2 separate regions of the Arachis hypogaea genome follow, and region 1 is linked to region 2. A link is a contact called in public Hi-C data. All regions are on one chromosome and are shown on one strand. The core of a region is the stretch at or near the end of the contact, and the rest is flanking DNA. Distances in the headings are between cores, read along the strand shown.

Region 1 (5,513 bases), core at 2,621-5,120, 190 kb after region 2:
GATATTCTCTTCCAATTTAAAGCTCAGGTAACAGCCATGAACCCCTCATTGTTCTTTCTCAAGCGTTTCTAAATTTATTTCACAATGAAAATGAATAAGTCTATGTACAGATCACAAATAACTGGCATGTTTCTACCTTAATGACTTTCTTTCGATCTAGTATAATATTTCCACAGACAAAATAGTTGAAGATCACAAATAGAAGTAGCAGCAGGTAATGTGGTAATGTAGCAATGATGCACTGTATTATTAGAATTTCAGGTGGATAAAAAAGGAGTGATTTTTGTATAGCATAACATTTCTTCTATGTGTGCACATAAACAGGGCGTGCAGCTACTCGAGCAAGCGTTTGTACTTGCACCAGGCAATGGCAACCACATACAAGAAAATGGTTCCAGCAGCACTGCCCCCAACAGTCCAGAAGAACTCTCCATTCCCGGTAATATTTGAATCAAATAGCTCAATATGAATGTTCATGCCAAAAATACCAGCGACAACGACAAAGGCACTCACTACCAGAGTTGCTGTGGTCAACATGACTCCCATTTGGAGCAGATGATTCTGTTTGTCATCCAGCATTATGTTGATGTAGTCCTCTGTGTCGTCCACGTATTCCCTTAGCTTCAATAGGATCACCACAACAAAACAACATCAAAACCAATCTTATCGTTAAGGTAACATGTAAATCACAAGAAGCTCACCAGACCAGAAATATGTTGGTTAAAATTTGTTTTAAGCATTTTCTTTGAAAAGACCATAGCCTAAAACTACCAAGGCACAATATTTGCCTCTATTACCCAAAAAGAGAAATTGTCCCTAAAATTTTGAATCTCTAACATGTTTGGATCTTTTGCAAGTAATAACAAGCAAAATCCTCAATTAGAAACCAGACAAGCGTCACAATAATTCTTGGAAACGGGAATTAGTTGCTTATAAAACACAAGATTAAAAGGTAAATGGTAGTTATAGGCAACGGAAAAGGGCATGACAAAGAAATGAAAAGACATACAGTAGAGAGCTTGTTGAGTGTGCCATCGATTTGCACAAAATATGCTTCCAGGAGCATCTCAAGCTCCTCCACATCAAGATGCTTAGTTGTGGTACTGTAGGTAGTGCTAGCACGGCTGTCCCTGCTAACTCCCACTAATAACCTGTCATCATCATGTTGATGATCGTCATCGCTTGCAGCAGCTCCACCCTCTTCCAATGATATTTCAGGAGGAATGCTGCTAAATGGAGAATTAGAATCAGTAAAGCAGTACTAACTAACAAGATTCAAGGCAAACAGAAAAGATTTACATGTACGCGTGCCTGTCATCGACATCAAGTTGATTATGGTGGTCATTGTCAACATCATCATCATTTATAGAGGAGGCAGAAGAACTGTGGAGCTGTTGTAACTTGTCGGTGAGATACATCTCAGCCATATCGTCGTCGTCATCGAGCAAGTGTTCTAACTCATCCCTTACCTTCTGAACGCGACCAGTGATGGCAACAAGGCGGCTCTTAATTTGACGAACCCGTTCCAAATTGAGAGTACTGATCTTGGAAGTGAGCTTGTCCAAGGCAGGGTGGGCCTCCTGTTCCAGGGTTTTTGCCTCGTTCTCTAACACACTGCACGCAGCCTCCAGGCAGGCCTCCAGTGCCACAAACTCGAACGGCAGGATCTTCATGCCATCGCCATTCTGGATACCATTCTGCTTCGATTGGGCTTTCACTTGCTCCCCAACGGGATCGGTATCTTCATCTTCATCCTGTCCCTCTCTTGATTGCCCTTCTTCCGAGTCGTACACTTTGCTCAACTTGAAATCATCCGAAGCCGCAGCTGCCGCAGCAGCTCCCTGGACTTGGTGGTGCCGGAGGATCCTCGAGTGGAGCTCCTCCACGAAAGGGGTCACGGAGGGGTCGCGGGAGTTGAGGAGGAGGACCTCGTGGGCGGTGATGATGGCCTTGATGTGCTCGAGGTTGATCACGATGGCCCTCTCACGGCCTAGCACGGTCGAGGGGTAGGACAGGAGGGGGTCGAGGATACGGAGGTCGCGGGCGGGGAGACCCGTGCGCCGCATGATGGCGTGCTTGCCGGCCTCCACAACCTGCTTCTGACCACTGGAATCGAGAAGCAGCCACGCCCTCACCCCGGTCCCCTTCTTCCTGCTTATCGGATTCGGAGCAACAGGAACCCCAATCCCATCCATCATCCCTGCCGCTGCTACCGGAACTGGAGGCGGACCCTGACCCTGACCCCGAATATTCATCACTCGATTCCCTCCTTCACTTAATCAATTATTCAATTCTTGCCTTGTATTAATTGTATTCACCTGCTGAAACGATGTGGCTACATTAGGGGTAGAACCGAAACAACCGGTGATTCAACCGAAAAAACCGTTTTAGAATAAAATAATAAATAAATTATAAATAAACATCCTAAAATATAATTATAATCTAATATAAATCTTAAAATATCTTCTAAATTTAAAACACTACATAAAATATCATCAACCAAATTCATATGATCTTATCAAAATACATACTCAAGTTAAATAATAAAAAGAATATCTAAATATTAAATACCAACATAAAGATTTATCAATCATCAAATGCATTGTTATGAAGAGGATTAGAATTGGCAGTATCATTCGAAATAGGAGGATTAGGATTGGCAGGCAAGTTATTGTTCACAGATGCATTGTTCTCAGCAATTGCTTCTTGATTAATACTATCATCCATAACTGAAATTAATAAATCATTCACAAAATTAAAAACAGCAGTAGCACAGCCAGAAATAAAAAAATTATCATTCAGCACCAAACAGGACATTCAGCAACAAAACCACCATTACCAACAGCATTCAGCATTCAGCAACAAAAACACCATTACCAACAGCATTCAGCAACAAACAGGGCATTCAGCAACAAAAATTAGCATTCAACAACAAAGTGTCATCAATCAAATCCATATGATCTTATCAAAATACAATCTCAAAAGTTAAATAGTAAAAAGACATATATAAATATTAAAAACCAACATGAAGATTTATCAATTATCAAAATCCGTAGATTAGAAGAACCTTGTGACTGACTATTATTCGAACTAGGTGGATTAGGATTAGCAGAATCATTTGAATTAGGAGGATTGGCAGATGAATTATTACTCAAACAGGCATTATCAACAACTGCTTCTTGATTAATATTTCTATCCATAACTAAAATCAATAAATCATAATCCAAATTAAAAACAGCAACAGAACGGCCAGAAATCAAATAATCATCCATAAGACCATAGAACAGAATCATTAACAAATCCATTACTCAATTTCAGAAACAAATCCATTACTCAATTTCAGAATCAGTAACAAATCAGTAACAAAAGCACATATTAGAATAGAATCAGTAACATATCAGAAATCAATCACTAACTTCAGAGTTCAGATTCACAAATCCCTAATTTCAGAAATTGCATATTTGAGTAATTAAAAACGACGATCACTAACCATCGAAGAACAAGCATGAAGAGGGTTTGGTTTCTAAACAGACAATAAAAAAAACAGGAAGAACAAGCACTAGCAGTGAGCATTGACCTTCGACGACGACAGAGAGCGGTTGAGCGCAATGGACGACGGCGAACAGGCGACTGATGAGAGCGAACAGGAGATGGATAGCGAACAGGGGATGGTGAGAGCGAAGTAACGAACGCCGATAGCACGAAGACGGAAGTTCTTGAGTACGACGGAGGCGGCAACAGCAGTCTCTCACTCCGACAGACGGCGACAAGATTGGCGGAGGCTAGGGTTTGCTTTCTTTGGTGGAGGCTATGGCATTTGGGTGATGACTATGGAAGGAGTGGGAGAAGGGAGCCAAACGCGTGCAATCCCTTTTTTTCCTAAGGAAACGGCGTCGTTTCTTGTAAACCGGCCTGGTCCCGGCCCGCTTTGACCGGCCGGTTCTCGGCCGGTTCAGCGGTTTGTATCCGGTTTCTAGAACAGCGGTTTCTGCTAATAAACCGAACTGCCTAAGCTACCGGTTCGTAGTTTGACCGGTTTTCAGAACATTGATTTTTTTTGTTCTAAATGGCAAAATGGCGTCGTTTTCTAAGAACCGGCCAGTTTTTGGTCCGATCCAACCAACCGATTTCCGGCCAGTTCAACGGTTTTAAAACAGTTTTGTATTAACGGTTTTAAGAGGATGATTGGATCGTTTTTCTTGTCGGTTTTCGGTTGAACGGTTGAACCGGTTGGTCTGGTCCGATTTTTAGCACTATGCAAAAAACCCTGCTGCATTCGCAGAAACTATGAGAGGAGTTGTCGGTAAGTGATGGTGATTAGTAAATCTGCTGGGCTTTTTTCTGCTGTTTCAGAAAAAATTTTGGTATATGGTGTTTGGGCTTGCTTTTTTGGTTTGATCTGAATATTGTGATCCATACGATATGATTAAGTTATGGACTATATATGAAGCAGGAAAAAAAATGATATGGACCTAAATAATAATAATGGAGTTAAACTAAGCCTCACTTGTAGACAAGGATTCAGGTTCTTAGATTCGCCGCCCAGTGAACATGTTCTGTTCCTTATGAATGATGATGTTAAAGGGAATTTATGATGGACTGATATAGATACGGGAACACGACACGATACGAAATATTTCGATACATAAATTTTAAAATTTTATAAGATACAAGGACACACATATATATAAAATATAAAATATTTTTTTAGATAAAACATAATGATATTTTGATATTTTATTGATAGTAAAACATAAGTTTATTTTTTAATTGATTTTAATGTCTTATTTTAATTATAGAGAGTATTTAAAATATTTTTATTTTAGTAAATAATAATATATACTATTTCTAAATTTATTTCAAGAATACATGTTGAGAATAAAGTTAGACATACTGACACGTGATGATATTTATGTGTATCTAAGCCTATCTGATTTTTTTTTCGTTTTTTATTAAATTGGATACACACTATCACGTGTATTTTAATTTTTTTTTTAATTTAAACTTCTCATTTCTTAAAGTAGTACGTTTGTTTAACTTGATTAATTAAAATTACTTATTTTAATATTTATTTTGCAACCTTAATTTCCAATACTTTTAAAATTAAAAAAAATATAAAATTCAAAATTATTTGTTTTCAAAGATTTAATGGTTTCAAATTCTAAAATTTGAAATTAAAAAAAATTAAAATTTAAAATTATCTATGTTCATTGATTATGGATATAGTTTCGTGAGGACGGCAATGCGTAGCACTCACCTGAGACCAAGGTTCTGAAAACTGGTTCGAATCGGCCGGTCAAACTGTGAACCGATGAGAATTACGGTTCGATCATATGCTAAAATCGCAAAAATAAAAAATAGAAATTGAACCGCTAAACCGACCAGAAACCGATAGGTCGGACCGAACCGGGACTCAGCCCCTTTTCTGAATATTACCAAAAACGCTGCCGTTTTGTGAGCTGATCTACTAATAGTCTAATACCCTAACCATTACCAACCCAGCAACCCTAACT
Region 2 (4,918 bases), core at 365-2,864:
AAATTTTTTTGCCTATAGAGGAACACTTAAACAAGTTTTCAGAGGCTGTAAGTACATAACCAGAATGAAATCACTGATTCTAGTATTTTTTTCCCCCCGAAATTTTTGCATGGAGTCCTGTTTATCATCTCACACTTCAGAGTATTTGATATACTGAAGCTCAAAATTTTGGCCAGCTGATAAAGAGTGGTTTCACAATTTACAGAAATTTCCTTCACAAATCATTATGGGGTTCAAGGGACTTTGCTGATTTCGTTTTGATCATTGTTGTTAATATGTAATTTTGTATTGTATTTTACTTCTGGGAATAGTTTTTGACTATAGGAAGTGATTGATTATCAAGAAAAAGAGACTTAATTGTAACCATTGTTATTAAAACCGGACCGGACCGGACCGGACAGTTCGACTGAAAAACCGATGAACCAGATCCTATACTGGTCCGGTCCGATATTTGCACCATGTAAGGTAACGAACCGGTAGGAACTAGTCAAAATCTGATTGAACCATTGAAAACCGGTCAAACCTGATGAAGACCGGTCCGACCAAACCGGTACGAATTGGCATTTCATAGAAATGCTAGAGGTAGGGTTTGAACCTTTCCTTCATAAATGGAGGCGCCATTTACAGCCACTAGGCTGCTGTGCTCTTCACTAATATATATGCAAATTATAATATATATAAATATCTTTCATCAAATTACTTCTATTTAATTTATTTTAATTTTAGTTATAAACTCACTCATTCTTAAATTAATTATATTTTATTTAACAATAATTATAAACTCATTTTTTCTTTTCATAATTATATAATTTATTAATATTATTTTTCAATAAATACCTATAGTATAAAATAATACAATAAATATAAACTAATTAATAAATTATTGAAATTTAAAAATAATAGTTATTTTAATATAAAAACAAAATAAAATTATTTATGATAGAGTAAAAATAATAAAATATTTATTGTTTCTGTTCTATATTATTTTAAAATAGCTTGATATTTTTAAAATGTTAGTAAAATTATGTATTTTAAATTTTAATTTTAAATTTTTAACTATTTTTTATTTTTTATTATATAGGACCAAGTCAACCGGTTCAACCAGTGACTCACCGATTGAACCAATAACCCAGTGACCCAATAACCTGACCGGTTTGATCACCGGTTCGGTTCTGACAACTATAATTGTAACCAATGTTTCGAAAATTGGACTAGACCGGCCGGTCTGACCGGTTTAACCGTGAATCGTCAACTAAAATGGTTCGATTTGCCATGCAAAACTGTTAATTTGAAAATCGGATTTAAACCGCAGAAATGGCCGGGAATCGGTCAGTCGGACCGGATTGGAACCCGGCCGGTTCTCATCAATCGATGCCGTTTTGGTTAAAAATTGTTCTGAAAATCGAATCGAACTGGCCGGTTAAACCGAATTAACCGGGAATCGGTCATCTAGCCGGTTGGATTGAAGTGCAAAACCGTCTAGCAAAAAAGTGGTAAAAAATCGGTCGAACTGGCGGTTAACCAGCGAACCGTTTGAACAGAACGGTTTTTCCCCGGTTTTCGATTTAAAAAAAATGAAAAAAATATAAAAATATATAAACCCTCCCCCATTTTCTCTCTCTTTCACTCACGCACAAGACCCACCCCCCTCTCTCTCTCTCCACTCCACGGAACCCTAGCCCCCTTTTCTTCCTCTCTCCCAGCCAACAGCAGCAGGAGGCCAGGAGCCACCGCCTAGTGCCCAACGCCGTCGTCCCCGACGAACTCGTCTCCTCAGCCAGCGTCCAGCCTCGTCGTCGCCGATCCTCTTCTCCTGGATCCCATCTCCTCGCGTCGCTAGGTCTCATCGCCGAACGGGTGGAGGGTGCTGTCGCCGCCGGGTGGAACTGACCGTTGTGGCATCAAGAATCATCGCCTGTGGAAGGTGAAGGTCTACTCGTCGCCTGTCATCGTTTCTCTTCCCCTCGCCGTCGTCTCTCTCGGTCTCCGTCGAGCCCTTTCTCTGTCGCCGTCGTGCCCTCTCTCTGTCGCCGTCGAGCTCTCCATCTTTCTGTGTGTCGCCGTCGAGCTCAACGACCCTTCCTCCGGTAAATAATGCTGCTTGAATTATTTTTACTTGATTTTGTACTTTTGTTAATAATGCTGATTCAGTTGCTGGTTTTACTATTTTAGTGATCTTGATTTGCTGAGTTAATAGTATTGAATTACTGATTTTGATGATTTTGATCATTTTCTATTATCCTGAGTTGTTGAGTTGTTGATTTTTTGAAATGATGTTGCTATCTGGAATAATATTGTTGCTGGTTTTCTGATTTGGGTTTGGCTGATGTTGTAAGTAAGTGGTAAGTTCATGCGGAGGTTCAGGCTCCCACGCCAAGATGGATCAGGTGAAGACATCCATGGAGAATGGTGTTCTTACTGTCACTGTTCCCAAGGCAGAAGTTAAGAAACCTAGGCAGAAGTTAAGAAACCTGATGTTAAGCCCATTCAAATCACTGGTTAAACAATATAATTTTTCTTAATCCCCTTTCTGGTTTTCAAGCCTGTGTTTGGGTTTTGTTGTAAATTGTGATTGCCTAATATCTATGATGTTCATGTCCTAGAAATATAAATCATGTAGTAGTGGTAAGTAAGAAAGCAAGATTATTATGATATGAGATGTCATCAAGTATGTAGTGCATGAATGGAACTTTTTTTGTGGCTGTGCTTTGAAAATCCTATCGATGATGAAAATCCTGAAACTAACAATGATGATTATGATTTTTGATGATTAGAGTTTTGTATAGTTAAAAAAGGTGAAATTTTAAATTTTATTAGATTAGAAATTATTGAATTTAAATCTTTGAAATTATATATTTAATTTTTAATAATTTTGTTAAAAATTTATTTAAACCGGTTGAACTCCGGTTGAACCTCAGTCAAACCATTAAACCAGTGAACCAGTTATCTTACCGGTTCATTGACCGGTCCAGTTCTCGCAACCTTACTAAAAAGTAAAAACCAAACAGAAGCACGCATGAAGCCAGCAGTCAAGCCACAACCAACTCGTTCTCCAATTCTTCCATCTCCTTCCTCCTCTCCAAAGAAACAGAAACCCTAGCCTCACTGCCACAAGCTACAAGAAGTGAGCCACTGCCGCTGTCTGTTGCAGTCAGGGGCAGGTGTGAAGCACAGAAGCCTCACCTCCTAACCCTAGAGCCCCTTCTCCGGTTTCTTTTATCTCCTTCCTTCTCCCCAAACAAAAACGAAACCCTAGCCTCGTTGCTGTCCGTTGCAGTCAGGGGATCCTCTCTTCATTCCGTTGGCGTCCTCCAAAGAAGAACCCCTGTTGGCTCTCAGTCTTCGTTCTCTACTGTCGACGTCTGCTCGCAATCGTTCTTCGAAGGTCAGTGCTCACTGCTCGCAGTCTTCTTCTACGCCGTCCGTCGTCCTGCTCGTCGCCTGGTCTCCGTCTCCGCTGCGCTTCTGCCCCTCGGCTCAGACAGCTCAGAACGAAGGCAAAGGCTTCATTTTTTTTTAATTTTAGTTCTCTGTTCTTCATTCTTTACTCAAAACATTGTTTATTTTTGGATTTTGCTAATGCTACTAGGTTGAAATTTGAATCTAGCTGTATTATACTTTGTTTTCTTGTTTTGGATTGAATCATTAAATGATTAGTTGATTTATTTTGGTGGTTAATCTTTGTTAAAATTGTGCTGATTCAGTTGATTTAGTTCACTAGTTAATCTTGTTAATCTTCATTAAAATTGTGTGCTGTATTTTGTTTTGTGTTGTGACTCAATTGTGCTTAGATTGTGACTGACTTAAACTTGTGCTTAGATTGAATGATTAATTGATTATTGATTAGCTATGGCTGTTTTGATGTGTTGCTGTTTTGATTAGCTATTGTGACTAACTTAAACTTGCTGTTTTGATGTGTTGCTGTTTTGATGTATTGCTTAATTGATTATATAGGATAGTTGTTCTGCCATGCTATTGCTGCCTATATAAGTGTGTAGCTACCACTAAAATTAGTAACCCTCATTAAATTACCTCAGCTATACCATCAATTAAATATCCTGAATACTAATATGCAGTTGCTATTTCAATCTGCATTCTGCATAATACTGTCTAAACATGCTGCTGCTACTTCAATCAGCATTCTGCAATATGCTTTAATGAAATGGCTCAAGATTGAAGATGACGAGGCAATCTTCTTCAGGAAGCAACACGTACAGTGAGATTACCACCTCTAGAAGAACTGTTTCTCATGATCTCAAATCTGTGTTTTGATGTTTTTTGAGATTGATCACTGTCTTTTCCTTCATTGTCTTGTCTTTTTGCTCCTTTACTACTCTCCGATACTCTGTTTTTGCAGTGTAACCTAAGGCTATTATTTGTTGCAGGATTTGGTACTTGATGTTAGTTTAGAAGAAGCCATTTTGGAATGAAATCAGATTTACATCTTATTAGTTTGGTGTTTGTTGACTGAACCAGATTGGTAGGAAAATCTTAACCAAAAATTATAGGTAAAGGTTTTTTTTTATTTTTTTTATTTTTTTATTTAATTCAAAATAAAAGATACACCAAAAATGACCAAAATGCATTTTTGATTGCCTTATTATTGGTCATGATTTTATTGGTAGATTCACTACTTTTAACTAGCCTCATCAATTCTTCCTAGATACGAACTGTACATTCTTTTTTATTTTTTTTGTCTATATAATTATTTTGTGTTTAACTTTATATAAATTTGTGTCCATCTAACTTCATAAAATTTTATATTTATATATATATTTTTTTATAAAATTGTGCAAACTCTTGATTCATTGTATCTTTCTCATCCTTAATTTTGTTTATATAATTATTTTGTATTTAATTTTACAAATTTCTATACCAACTTTCATAAATTTTTGTGTTTTTTATTAAACTTTATATA

Evidence for each region. A called contact is a pair of places that touch in the nucleus more often than the background predicts.
Region 1: a contact with region 2 is called in a Hi-C map of leaf, with 4 times the contacts expected there. The contact joins the promoter of LOC112732939 here to the promoter of LOC112732933 in region 2. A contact is called at or near these places in 3 of 8 Hi-C or Micro-C datasets (leaf and an unstated tissue).

The regions. Positions count from the first base shown.
Region 1 is chr13:119,382,743-119,388,255 of arahy.Tifrunner.gnm2.J5K5, forward strand. LOC112732939 (magnesium transporter MRS2-3) reads right to left here and starts at 3,871. Exons shown (of 4, transcript XM_072212384.1): 1 at 3,578-3,871; 2 at 1,312-2,321; 3 at 1,010-1,226; 4 at 49-621. The coding sequence starts at 2,255. The coding sequence ends at 334. It overlaps LOC112732941 (a long non-coding RNA gene), which reads left to right and starts at 5,459. Exons shown (of 3, transcript XR_003168159.3): 1 at 5,459-5,513.
Region 2 is chr13:119,199,261-119,204,178 of arahy.Tifrunner.gnm2.J5K5, forward strand. It overlaps LOC112732933 (PHD finger protein ING1), which reads left to right and starts at 1,615. Exons shown (of 10, transcript XM_072212381.1): 1 at 1,615-2,087; 2 at 4,139-4,211; 3 at 4,386-4,508. It overlaps LOC112732932 (protein MEI2-like 4), which reads left to right. Exons shown (of 15, transcript XM_025781760.3): 15 at 1-696.